2 separate regions of the Ostrinia nubilalis genome follow, and region 1 is linked to region 2. The links are chromatin contacts, called in public Hi-C maps. All regions are on one chromosome and are shown on one strand. Each heading gives the region's core, a stretch centred on a gene start, on an enhancer-like site or on the middle of the called end of the contact. The rest is flanking DNA. Distances are from core to core; before and after follow the strand shown. Region 1 holds the start of LOC135071733 (tissue alpha-L-fucosidase). Region 2 holds the start of LOC135071728 (zinc finger protein Xfin-like).

The links. Hi-C and Micro-C count contacts between places; a contact is called where the count stands out from the background.
Region 1: a contact with region 2 is called in a Hi-C map of whole body, with 4 times the contacts expected there. The contact joins the promoter of LOC135071733 here to the promoter of LOC135071728 in region 2. A contact is called at or near these places in 2 of 5 Hi-C or Micro-C datasets (both in whole body).

What each region holds. Positions count from the first base shown.
Region 1 is chr5:6,019,487-6,026,089 of ilOstNubi1.1, reverse strand. It overlaps LOC135071733 (tissue alpha-L-fucosidase), which reads right to left and starts at 2,748. Exons shown (of 6, transcript XM_063965515.1): 1 at 2,453-2,748; 2 at 1,779-1,920; 3 at 1,119-1,585; 4 at 715-855; 5 at 100-428. The coding sequence starts at 2,570.
Region 2 is chr5:5,672,402-5,679,800 of ilOstNubi1.1, reverse strand. LOC135071728 (zinc finger protein Xfin-like) reads left to right here and starts at 2,559. Exons shown (of 5, transcript XM_063965507.1): 1 at 2,559-2,900; 2 at 3,531-3,677; 3 at 3,762-3,839; 4 at 4,608-4,688; 5 at 7,101-7,399. The coding sequence starts at 2,760.

The sequences.
Region 1 (6,603 bases), core at 1,499-3,998, 350 kb before region 2:
CACCTGGGTATCAAACTCGGAACTTCAGTAACGAGAATCCTTGTTATTACATGACGGAGGTATTTATTTAAAAAGTAGCAAACATTTTAAAGTACTTACCGCCAAGTAAATTCCCTCATTCCCCAACAGCTCAATATGCCAATGCGGCTTCGCCACTACTTCTGTAATGTTTGACAGATACAGCGTATTCGTATCAGGCCATTGCAGGAAGATTGCGAAGACCGCTGTCACGTCAGAGCTATCAGGTTTCCCAGTGCAAGTGTACCAGACATCTGGGCTATAGGAATCGTTTTGAGCTGTCCAGGGCTTGGTCCCGTATATCGCTTCTCCGTTGACCTCAATCCAGTCGCCTAGTTCTTCCAGTCTCTCCTCGAATATCGGGGCTATGGTACCCTCTTTGGTTGGGCCTACGTTGATCAGGACATTGCCTAGAAAGGACAATATTTATAAGAAAGACATGACTCTTGGTCATAGGCTGCCTTTATTAGCTTCAGATTTCTATTAAAAACTTGCAATTCATTATCAGCCGGGATAAAATGCGCGCCATGAAAAATCTTATCCACGATTTTGGGCGACAAATGTATGGGTTTATCACGCAAAATCGATAAAATGTCTCGATAAGACGATATAATGGCGCGCATCCTTGGCTGGCTGGTTACATGATATTATGATATAAGGATATTAAGTATTATTAAGGAATGTAGTTAGTCTTACCACCACAGCTAACTGTTGATATGACGTCTTGCAGTAATTCATGTATGGTTTTAACGTCATCCAGTTCCATGTTTCGTCGGTAGCCCCAAGACTTTTTGTCCAACGTCATCGCGTTTTCCCATTTGTGGTTTACTAGGCGACCTACAAAAAAGTTGGGTAGCAGTGTAAACAAAATGTTAAGACTGATATTTATAATTAACACTAACTAGTGATTGGTAATTAACACAATCTCAATAATAATCTTGTTTGTAATACCTACTCTAGAAGACGAGGTCAATAATCTTCAATAGAGTGCCTAGTAAATACTTATCTTATGAAGTTAAAATGGTGCAATGCAATGCACCTTTGCAGTGTTAATACAATGATAAATAATAAACAATATTGTTGAGTAACATTAACATTACCTGGGTTGTAACGGTCTTCACAGTTATAGAAATCTCCGTGATGGCAAGGGATACCCACCCCCCATCTATCGTTAACCACTATGTCATCCTTGACCGGGCTGTCGTTATAAAGCCATGATAGCAGATCGGTTGACTTCCAGTATGTGTCGTTGGCTTCCCAGTCACCATCAGCCCACAGCACCGATGGCTTGTAGTCGTTTATAAGCTGTTTGATATCAGGCCAGAGCTTTGTATCTGGGTAATCTCGTGTTTTAAAAGAGGCAGCTTTATCTTTCAAGTAAATAGGGTTGTACCATTCATAAAGGGAATGGTAAACACCAAATTTCAAGCCAGCTTTCCTTACAGCGTCACCGACATCTTTGACTAGGTCCCGATGAGGCCCAACGTCTACAGAATTCCAGTTGAATGATCGTTTTGAAGGAAACAATGTGTATCCCTCATGATGTTTGGTTGTCAAAACTACATACCTGTAAATTGAAATAATAATTGTTAACTAATTATTTATAGCCTTCTCATTAAGTATTATCCTTGTATATAGAAGATAAACTTATCCTGTATTATAAATACCTACAAACAGTATAAATTGACTGGGAGCTTATAGCTAGCAGTTTGAACATTATAAAATAAATAAGACAAATAGAAAGAAAATGAATAACTTACTTAGCACCAGCTCTACGAAAGAGTTTTGCAAACTTCTCTGGTTCAAAGAACTCCGCTTTTAGCATTGGAGCAAATTCTTGGTAAGAGAAGTTAGGTGGGTAATTTTTCTCCATGAACTCAGTAATTTCCTTAACGTTGCCATCTAAAATATTTTTGTTAAAATTGTGACTTTAGATCAGTTACATTAAGATTAATTTAATAGATAGGTTGCTATCTCATTACATAATTGTTTAAGTTTTTAAACTTTTATAAAACTACCTCCCTTACCCTTGATAATAAAGTGGTAACTGGTTGTAGAAAAAAATTAAACTAAATATTTAAAGAAACAAAAATTAAAGTTATGTAGTAAGTAACAGCATTTGATTATAACGTCTGAAGTGCGAATGTAATAAAATTAAAAATAGTCACTCGCTCTCCAGAGTCAGAAGAAATATTTTAATGTGAGGTAGGTAAAACATAAAAAAAAAATAACAGAAAATAAACTTTGTTTTTAACAAAACAAATAAAATAAATAAAAAAATACATACTCTTCCAATCATTCCAGAACCATTCAGAGTAAAAACTAGGCACACTGAATACGCCCCAGTGAAGAAAAATGCCTATTTTGGCCTCATCATACCACCGAGGGAGAGGCCGCGTATCCAAGTCTTCCCAGTCAGGTTTGTATTTTTTACCTTTCTCTTCAGGTTGTGCTTCAGGTTCCCTTTCAATTAAAAAATTTTCATTGCCGTTTTGTACAGAAATATGACACTTCACTAATCCAACAGTCACCACTAACAATATTAAACGCATGTTTCACAGTCACAATAGTGTTTAATTTCTTTTAAATTGTTTTTGATTTGATTTTATCAAATAAAATTCAAAAGCGAATAGTTTCGCCGCCAAAAAAACTCGAACGCGTTCTACGCCGAATTATTTGGTATTGATTGATTTTGACACCCGGCGCGGCGCTGCAGTGCCGGTCGATCATATATAGAGCATAGAGCTATCATAACATAGATAGAGACGTACACAACAACAAAAGCCACAGGTTACTGTGATACCAGATTAAATTTTATAAAACTACCTACGCTACGCCCACTTCAGAAAAATACTTATTTAAGTAATTATAAAATTTATTCTCTAATAAATGCTTTAATCAATGGTAATTAAAGGTTAAAGTAATTAATTAATTACCAAAAACAATATGTAACATTACTGTATTTTTCCCAACTACAAAAATATTCAAATTATGATTAGATTATACTTACGATTATACAAAAATACCATTTACTACCCATTTCCGTTTATTCCCTCGCTCTCATCAAATGGTGATTATTTGCGATAGAATGAGAAGATATGACCGGAAATGGCTAGCTGGCACTGTGGCCCATAGTGCATAATGATGTTCAAACAAGTCATTGAAACATAGAGCATTGAAATGTACTAATTATTTAAAATAAAGTACCTTACATCTGGTCACACTGATTTTACAAAGATAAAATATTTATTATGTCGTATCGTATGGCGCAAGTTGTACTTTCGGCCACAATGTTAACTATCCATTTCCGTTTTTGCTCTCGCTCTCATCAAATGGTGATTCTTTGCGATAGAGCGAGACGACATGACCGACAATGGGTAGTTAACACCGTTGCCGATTAGTACACTATGTGGAAAATTGTCCAAGTACCGAAGTATGGGCGACACACGGGTGGGGGAAAGAGAAATTAACCGAGATCGTGTTCACACCACTACGCCTGCCTTGGCCAATTTCCCGCATAGTGTACTTGTGCCAGTGAAACACCGGCTGACCGGAATGTCCTGTTTTTAACCGACTTCAAAAAAGTAGGAGCATAGATCAAAGTAATAGCAGGGACTGTTTTTTTTGTGAATTTTATGATATTAGATCATTCCACAGCAGAGCACATAATAAAAATTTTATGTTAGGATAAAGATTAATTTATGAGGACAAAAAAGTCCAATAAAATCTAAGTACGTATGACGGTATGACACAATGACGGACTGTGTGTTATGGTTTGGAACCTAATATTTTTTATTTTGACTTATTCGCGGGATGCGCTTCAGTCAGACGAGATATCACGGAGACAGGGCAGAATTAAAATAAACAGGCATTGCAGCGATTTTTTTTATATTTATTTAATAATAGTAAAACTTGTTGCAGACTTGAACACAAAAATGTAATACTACTGGCACACAATCATGAGCCAAGGGTGTATGACTAGATATTTATACAAAAAATATTTTACAAACAAAATTATCTAATTTCATTGTAAATACCTTCATAATTAAAAAAAAATTGCCATAAATTAATGGCACATAAAAATGAGCAGGAGTGGTAAATTACTTACAAACATATTAATGCTCATCTTAAGTTATAGAAAATTTCTATTCTAACACAATGTACTTTATTAGCATGTCAATGTGTGGCTGTGATGATTTAATTCTAACAGATTAAAGATTCATTTTAGACTTAGTTTCGTAAAATATTATGCTCTCCTTTATCCACTTCCCTGCTAGGAAGTGGATGACACTGCTATTGAGTATCAACTTTAAAGTTTGTGTAATGGCAAGCCCCATTGATGATGATTTCGCTGATACTTGAAGTCGGAGGCGTATGGGCCGTAGGCAGAGATTCTATGTGTGTAGTTGAAGTCATTGTAGGGCTTGTGAATAATTTTCCACTATGTATCGCTGTAGTATTATGAGGTTGGCTTGTATGTGTGTATACAGTACAAGCGGTGTTTTGTTCTACTCTTGTATCACAAATCATGCCCATTTTAACTTCAAATATCACATCCTGTATCTTTTTCTTTGCCACCAAAAGATTCTTTTCTCCTTTTAGAGATCGCAATTCATTGGCAACATACTCCCCAAAGACAGAGAATTCATCTCTATTTCTTTGTATGCTAGGAAATACAACATCAGATTTTGGAGAGCTGAAAGAGTCTGTTCTTGTAATTTTGTGTGGTGGAGAGATGCTGCCTAGTTTGCAGTCAACAATGGAGCTTTCCGAGTGTGGTGGCAGTACATTTGTTTCAGAACTCAGGTCCTGAAATTGAGATAAATTCATGTTAATAAAAACAATAAATAATAGTAAGTAATACTTAATAACTAGATAATATGGAAAAGTCGAGTAAGAAGAATTTAAGTATTTAAATCAATTTATATTTGTAGATAATTCTTTTTTTGAATGTTTAAGTTTAACAACTTACCGTCTGTAAGATTCTGTACGGTTTGCTAGAATCCTTCATAAAGTGTAGATATTCAAACGCGTACCAATTACTAATGTATCGGTCGTCGGGATCCTCTGCATTTGCTCGCGCTTCCCTAGCGGACTCCCTGTTATATTGCGTCCTCAAATGCTGGATCTTTTTGGTCGTGTCCGGCACAGATATACCCAGGATCTCGGATATAGTACGCAACTCCTCTTTCCGCTTCTGTTTGTCCCTCCGAGTATCACACAAAGACGGGTTCCACAGACTAGCGTTCAGTTGCAACAGTTCGATCAACTTCAAAGTCTTATCTTTCGACCACTCCATCGCGCAGTCTACACGAGCGTTCATCGAAATTATGGTGTCAACATTTTTAAAGAGATGTTCGACAACAAATCGTTAGATAATTCACCAAACAACGCAGCGGACCGGATCGAGCTCTTCGATATTTTGTGACAATGACAGTGACAGCAGCTGACAGCTGTCATTTCAGAAGCGTTCCGATTCACAGTGTTATTTCAAATTATTCATTCGATAGATTTTGTTAATTTATACTAGATTTATATTAATTAATATTCCACAAAAATATTCATAAACATTATTACCACATCCACAGAGCAAAGTAATTCTTACAAACAAGAATCATTTTTTGGTTCCATTCCTTTTGTACGAAAAGGCAAAGGCATTATGCCATACAGCCAAGTATTCAGTTTCTACCTAAGGCCCGGTTTCCACCAAGGCGAAGCAGAGCGGAGTGGAAAAGTGTTTTGACTTACCAATCAGATTTTTTTTTTATTATTTTCACAAAATTAAATCTCTCCGCTCCGCGTCGCGCTGCCACCGCTGTTAAATTCTATAGAAAAACGAGTCCGCCCTATACATTTCTCTCAAATAGTCCCTTATTCACTCGTTTTAATTCATAATTGGATGCAAATCAAATGTTAAACGTACAGTATAATAGGTTCAATGATATCAAAATTACCTACTTGCTTCATTATAAAATTTATGTAGGTAGCCCTTAGTTCCTGTCATTAAACTAAGTAAGAAATTATCCAACAAGCCTAGGATTTACGTAACTGCACTCGGGGTGTAAGAAGTCCCATAAAAAATGAAAATGAAATATTTTATTCAGCGACGTGTGCGTTAATAATAACGCACTCGTTGCCAGGATAACCTGGCATAATGTTGTCTCCTTTCTGGTGTAAATGTGCCCGAAACTTTAAATTTGAGCCCTCAGCCGTTCCAGCAGTACCTACATATTCAAGAAAAATGGTTTCTGCTAGGATAACGTTATCCTGACTACATCATTTATACCTGCCTGTTGGGTCTAGATGGATGAAAAGTATACCATTCGATATTTGAGCCCGATTGTTTTGGCCACATAGATCTGGGACCTGTTGCTCTAGCCGAGTCAGCTAGACAAAGTTAGTATACACCTCCCTAGACCTAGGTATCAGTCGAAATCGCTAAATCGCATCTAGGTTCACGTATCATGAACTTGAATTTGTCAGGAATTAGGAATATAGGGTTAAACAACTAGGGGGTACCTTAGTTCGCTAGGGACTCGCTAAATACTTTTTAATTTATTTTATTTATTTATTTAGTAAACATTA
Region 2 (7,399 bases), core at 1,310-3,809:
GTACTCACCTCAAAGAGTAAGTCATACTATTGTAGGTAATAAAGTAAGTATAAGTAATAATATATTTTGATCCTATACAAATATTAAATTCCTTATAAAATATTATTTTAATAATTAATTGTAATGTAAGTATCGATTAAACTAGTTTTATTATAAGATGCGCGTTTAGGTATTACCTCTTACTTTTATTGTGGAAAGAAAGTATAAGAACCTAATACTGTGTAATAGATCATTATCACCTTTATACAATACTACCACTTAATATCTGTCTGTTCATGAGATCATTAAAACAATCACAGGCATTTTCATCTTTCTCTTCACTGTATACCTACTGTCTAAATTCTAAACTGCAGAAGGATAAAGTAGACGTAGTTAGATAAATAAATTCGTATTTATTAATAACATACCTGGACAATAAAAACAAAAAATCACCTACTTACCTATTTCTGCATACAAGTTGTGCCTAAAATCCTGGATGTATTTTTTTACATCATCATCCTCACATTTCTAGAGGCCTAATATTTTTTTGTAATTTTTGTATCCTTTTTATCCCCGATTTACTGATTTAGATCTCAATTTTTTTTTTATAAAATATCTAGATATCACCACAAATCCAAACTAAAATCGTTTAATTTTTCGGCTCAGAGGGTTTTCGCGATTGAAAAATCCGCCAGATGGCAATACGTAGACGCGAGGTCCAAATGCTGCGTGATTGGTGGATTTTGACATATCTGTCAATGTCATGTCAAAAATAACCAATCATGCAGCATTTGGACCTCGCGTCTACGTATTGCCATCTGGCGGATTTTTCAATCGCGAAAACCCTCATTACGTCACTGGGGTGACGTAATGAATGACTAAAATCAAGGTTTTACCCATAACTTACTAACCATTTAAAAACATTCCACTTAAGACCGCCTATTTTAATTAAGTAAATGGACATTACTTTTTTAGTTATTCGACAGTTCCAAAAATGTAGCAATGTAGGCAATCACAAGGTAATAAATCTTTCCATTAAAACTGGATTCTCATTAAATCCAACCTGCTAAAAAAATTTGATTGGTTATTAACACTAGGCTGTTAAAATAATAGACATACTAATCTACCAAAGGTAACATATTGTATAAATTAAAAAAAAAATATAAGTGTTATGGATTTAAGTAAACATAATCAATTGTGTATTAGAACTGTAAATGTTGTGTGCCATTGAATGTTGCTTCAGCAAAAAATAATAAGTCATTAATAATAAATAAATTATACCAAATTAAAATGTTTTTTTTTTTATACCTATCACTTCCATTTATTTAGATCAACCTAACATTTCAAGCGGAATCCTACTTACTCACCAAGAAATGTTCAATAAAATAACACCAGTAAAATGTTCTTATTATCAGAAAAATAACAGGTGAACAAAAAAGACGTGATGTTTTAGGTCAAGGGTCCTTTTTAAGATTCCGCACCGCACCCAAAGGATAAAAATGGGACCCATTTTTAATTCGAGGTAGTAAATATTTAGATTTTTGTCAGTATTCCATTTATCTCTTTGAAATATTAACTTTATAAATAAATTAATGTAGCATTACAAATCACAATAGAAAATAACAATTCACAACAAACCCATTAAAAATGCTACTCCTCGAACACGAACTTTTGTATTTGCCGCTAAAATGAAACCCGCTGACATTTCCTCCGATGTTTGAATTTGGCGCTATTTTCCATTATAGGTTAGAGTGAGACAGACGATAACATTCAGGGCACGGCAACCTTTTTGATAACTAAAGCAACATAATAATAAAATTATTTTGTTTGGAAATACACATTCATGATAATTTATCACTAATGACGAAAACCAATTCGGAAATATTTTACGAGGTTAAGGACATTAATAATACCACAGAATATACACACAATATCGATTAGGTTCTTAGTTTGGTAGCGGTTGCTTGGATTCTGGTCGATAATAAAATTAAAATATTTATTTAATAGGTACACAAATGCAAACAGTAGGGGGGGGGGGGGTGCCGCCCCGGGTGCCAACCTATGCTACGCCGCCACTGGCCATACTTACAGTTAAAATAAAAATAAATAATAATAATATTACTTAATTTTAGAATTACAATAATTCGTTTTCAGTCCTAGAAATTAAAAATCGCAATATTATAAAATGTCCACACAGATATGGATTTGATTTTCGTGTGTGTCCGAACGAACTAATTATGGATAAAATAAAAATAATACATGCATGAAAACATAATTAAACTCGAACGATCTAAATTTATTGTCCTCACAAGGTTCTGTTTTTCAAAGATCACTTGACTTAATTATCGATACCTCTTGCTTGATATTTGAAACCAATAAACAACAAACTTAAAACAAACAAATAAAATCTTGATCGAATCAATTTATTACCTAGTTGTTTTTATTTAACTTGTGATCAAGTTTAAAAATAACACGTGCGTGGTTTTATTTCAATAAAATACCATTTGTTTGCGAGCCCTGAAACTGTTCATTATTTTTCGTCTTTATGTTGGCAGCATTGACGCCATTCTACGCGCACATGCGCAGAACGACAGGTGGTCGGCGACTCGAGCCAGCCGTCCCGACCGAACCTATCGACTTCTCATGCTCATCATCAGCCGCTTTCGTGCTCAAGCAAGAACGATGTGCAGTGCTTTGTGTTGAAGTGCTCGTGGTGACATGGCGTCTCTTTTATAAGCGTTGTGGACAGTGTAAAAAGTTCAAAATTGTGTTTATTTACAATGAGTGTGAATTATGATCGTGTTTGTCGACTGTGCTTGTCATCTCGAGGCGAATTACTGCCGATTTTTCCTACCACCAGTTCGGATGACTCGGAACCTCCCGTTCTCGCTTCGAAAATCAAGGATTGCGTCTCTGTACAGGTAAGGATTGCCCTAAATATGAGCTTGAGTGGTGTTTTTAGTGAAAGTAGACCCTTGGTGTACGTGAGAACTCGTCATCCGCCCCGGTTCGTGCAATGTCAGGCAGCGCTGCGTTTAGGTGGAGATGTCGTAAGATCGTCCACCATTTTGTAATGTTCCTCGGCTATCGCTCGACTCGTGGCCGCGTCGCGTCACATTCCGTGCAGCCGGCGAGGAATGGCGCGTATCATGAGGGTCGAGTTTGGCATTATTCCCGGGGGTCAGGTCGGGAGGGGGTCTGCGTGTCGTTACGAGGCCTCGCGTTGGCCATCTCGTGTATTGATTTATCGGACGAGACCAGGCCGGTGCAGCTCGTCTCTCGAACGGGTCGAGCGTCGGTGTCGGCGTGAGTTCGCTATAGCTGTGTGTGTATATCGAGCGGTAACCCTCGAGGGGCTCGCTGGCTGGCACTCGACTCGCTTCTACTTATTCGGTCGAGGAGTCAGCCGCCCGGCTATACCTACGCCTACCTACTTAGTTTCTCCTCGCGTATCTATGTACTCATGAAGCGCGGTTTCGCCTCGCTCGCTCTGATGAAATGCGCGCGAATAGGAAGCCCCTTACAATGATTGCGTATGATTATTTTTCCAGATAAGCGAGAATGACGACCTGCCGACGAATGTCTGCAGGAAATGTGTGGATAATGTCAATAACTGGCATATTTTCAAGACAGTATGTGAAAGGACACAAAACAAATTAGAGTTGCTGATAAAAAAGGATGGCAGCCAACTAGAAGAGGTATGTTCCAGACATTCATGCTTGGATTTGTCACTTGTTATTTAGAATGTGACTTGTTTGTTAATATTATAAATGGATTTCCAGATAAAAATAAAGAGTGAACCTGCTGATGAGGCTTATGATGATGGAGTGGTCATTGATGGGTCATACCCTGACAATGAGGTGAGTGTTTCCCTGTTAAAATGTTATCATAACAACTCAACTATTCTTGATGATGAGTGTAGTGTACAAAGGTTAAAAACAGAATAATCATAATGATCATGAGAAGTTAATGTCTGTCTTAAAGTAGGTATTTCAGCAAAGCATCTGTGCTAGCATTTTCATGTCAAGGACATTGTACTGTAGTCACGTCACAGTTGTAAGGAATTTGTGCAATGTTTTTGTTCTGCTTTCTTCAAAGGACTTTTTCATTGATAATACCTATAGATAAGTTATTGTTTTAATAAAGCAATTTGTTTTCAACGATCTAACTATACACTGAGAAAAACTAAGACATACCTACTTTTTAGTAATGACAATAGTTTAAATAAATAAATGTACAGTTTTTGGTTATTTAACTTAAATGCCCTTGATGACCCTTGATATAGTTGATATTTTAATGTTTTTAAAAAGAATCCATGGTTAGCTTCATATTTTTTTTAATAGTATTTTTACTTTTAATTAATATAATTTCAAATGTGGCTCTTAAACGTAGTAACTGCCGTGCTTAATTTACAATTTATAAGTTTGGAAATGCATTTGCGAACGATGATAGATCCAGATGGTTTATGCCCGTACTTTTGAATGGCATAGGATGTTAAAGACAGTTGTTTATTTTTAAAATGTGGGAGTTAAAATATATGCAATAAACATGTACTGAAAACTTATAAAGAACTTAGTGGTAGTAAAATTATTTTATTGCAAACTAAAATTATGTTAATAAAATTTCAGAATGCAGCAGGTTCCAGTAAGGTGCAGCCAGAAGGTCCACCTATCTTGGCGTCATTGGGGCTCACTCCACGAAGTGATAAGGTAAAGATTACATGTCCATTGGCAGTCTTATCACTCACTAAATAAACATTTTGAGCGAAACAATTGCATAGAACTGATACGTTAATTCAATTTCATTAAATTTTATACTTTAAGACACTTCAGTTGTTTACTAAATTATAAGTAAAACGTATTTTTTTATTAGAGAATATCTGTGTGAGAATAGTTCAATGAATTAATTTCATCCACAGAAAAATGTAGACCCTCGCATGGACTGGCAACGAGTCCATGCAATATTGGACATGGTGCAAGACGATGATGTCATTGATTCACTCCAGTCCATTGAAGAGTGTGACTATGTGCAAGAGTCCGATCACAACTCTGACTCGGAGGCTGAGCTTCAAATGGATATAGATGACGAATACATTGATTGTAAAACTGGATACATGTGCAAAAACAGGACGGTCCTATCAAAAAATCCAAAATTGTCTACATCACTGATCAATGCAAAAATAAAAGAAGCCGCAAGATTGAGAAAGCACAAGATAGGAACAAACAAATTATGTGCACTACCTAAAAAGGCATGGCAAATGCTCTTTACAGACGACTTGCTTGAATTAATTGTTGCATCTACAAATGATAACATTCTCAAAGCTGGAAATGATATATCAACTTCCACTAACGCTGGGGAAATTAGAACACTCATTGGTATTTTTTATCTCCATGGCATTATGCGACCAACACATCAAAGTACCCGTGACCTTTGGAATAAGGACTGTGGAATTCCATGTGTCAGAAGTGCAATGAAGTATGAACGATTCAAGTTCCTTATACAGAACATGAGCTTCGACAAAGATGATGATGACAGCATTATACAATTTGATATCATGAAAAGAATGCGTAAGGTGTTTGAAATATTCGCAATGAACTGCAGGACTGCTTATGAAGTTGATAACTTGGTTGTCATTGATGAGGTCATTGTCCCAGTTTATGGGCCTTGTCCATTTCGGTACAACATTGATAAGAAACCGCTAAAACGCGGCTTGAAAATGGTGCTTTTGGTGGATTCGGCGAGTTTTTATATCGGCAATTTGGATGTAATTACCGATCACTATTTTGGTGCTGATGCGATTGTGAATAAGATGGTGCAACACTTGGCTGGTTCGGGCAGAACCATAATAATGGACAGCTGGTACTCATCATTGGATTTGATTGATAAACTCAAGAAGGAATATCAGCTGTATTCGATTGCGGCCACCCATCCTAATGATGACATTATACCGCCGCTCTTTGTTTCGCAATACAGAAAATGTAAGACGTTTTTGACTGGATTTCTTGACAACGATATCGCACTGACGTCTTATATGAATTCTAAGAAAAAGTCATTGAATGTGTTGACGAATGAGCCAAAGTTTTATAAGAGGGGACATAAAAATTTCAACACAGCTGCTGCTTCGTATAGGAAGAACCAATCTGCTGTGGAAGTTATAGATGTGCTGATGCACTACTACACCACCATGCAGCACACCAATGATTGGACTCTTTCGTTATTTTTTACTCTTCTAAATATTGCTGCCGTTAATGCCCAAGTTATATGGTGTTCGCAGAATATGCACCAAGTGACAAAACGTCGTAACTTCATCAATGAACTGGCTTTTAGTCTCCTAGAAAGTGAGGATTCGTTTGTAGCAGATGTTTGTATGACTGACGTTTCACGAATGCGTGAGAAGTTTACTTTATTGAAAGATATACCGTATAAAAACCGAAGAAGGTGCCGGATTTGCGTGAAAACCACAAAGAGAGACAGAAGAACAAAGCAGTTTTGTCTGAAGTGTGGCCAGTTCATCTGTAAAGAGCACACAGTTAACTTCTGCACTATGTGTTCTGGATCATAAGCGATTTTGTACTTATTATTATTATTTTAGAAGTAAAATTAATTGTTACTTAAAGAAGTGTTTCTTCCTAGTGAAGTATTTTTTATTTTTGTTGTAATAAATTAGTAAACTACTGAAGTGTCACATTTACTTACACAAATATTTTAGTTTCTAAGTAGATATTGAAAGTGTTGGGTTTATTTACATTTTTTTTATTGATACATAGAATAGAGCTAACATTTATTATTTCTTTTAAACTATATTATTGTTAAAATTGTTGTAAAAATATTTACATTCTGTTAGATTATTTTGGATATTATAAAAGTTAGTATTTTTTATTTCTCAAAATACTAAACTCATATTAAGGTTCACTGTTAGTTAAAATTTAAATAAATAACCAGATATAATTTAATAAGCAATTTTAGATGTATGTAAAGTGGAGTATAACTTTTCTCATAACTATATTTTAGTTCTCATAATATACTTTATTAAATATAATTGTTAATTTTATTTCACCCATCCCGTGCTATTTAATTATTTTCCTCCCATTTTACAGTATCCCATTGATCTGAATTTCCAGGGTATCGAGAGTGAGAAAGAGGACGAAGAGGAAGACGACGAGGAGGAGATGAGGGAACCTCCACAGAAGTATACTAAAGTGCCCAACATGCCTGAGGTATCCATCACGGTAATGCGGCCCACCGGGGAGACCCTGCATGCAAGGCAAGGCATCCAGCAACTCGCCTCCAAGGACTGCCTCGTCTGCGGCCGCTCATACAGGTACTCCCACAACGCGCGTCGTCACGAACTCACGTCACACAGCTTCGATAGGTACACCAACAAAGTCGTCAACAAAAAACAACCCTCCCACATGCAACC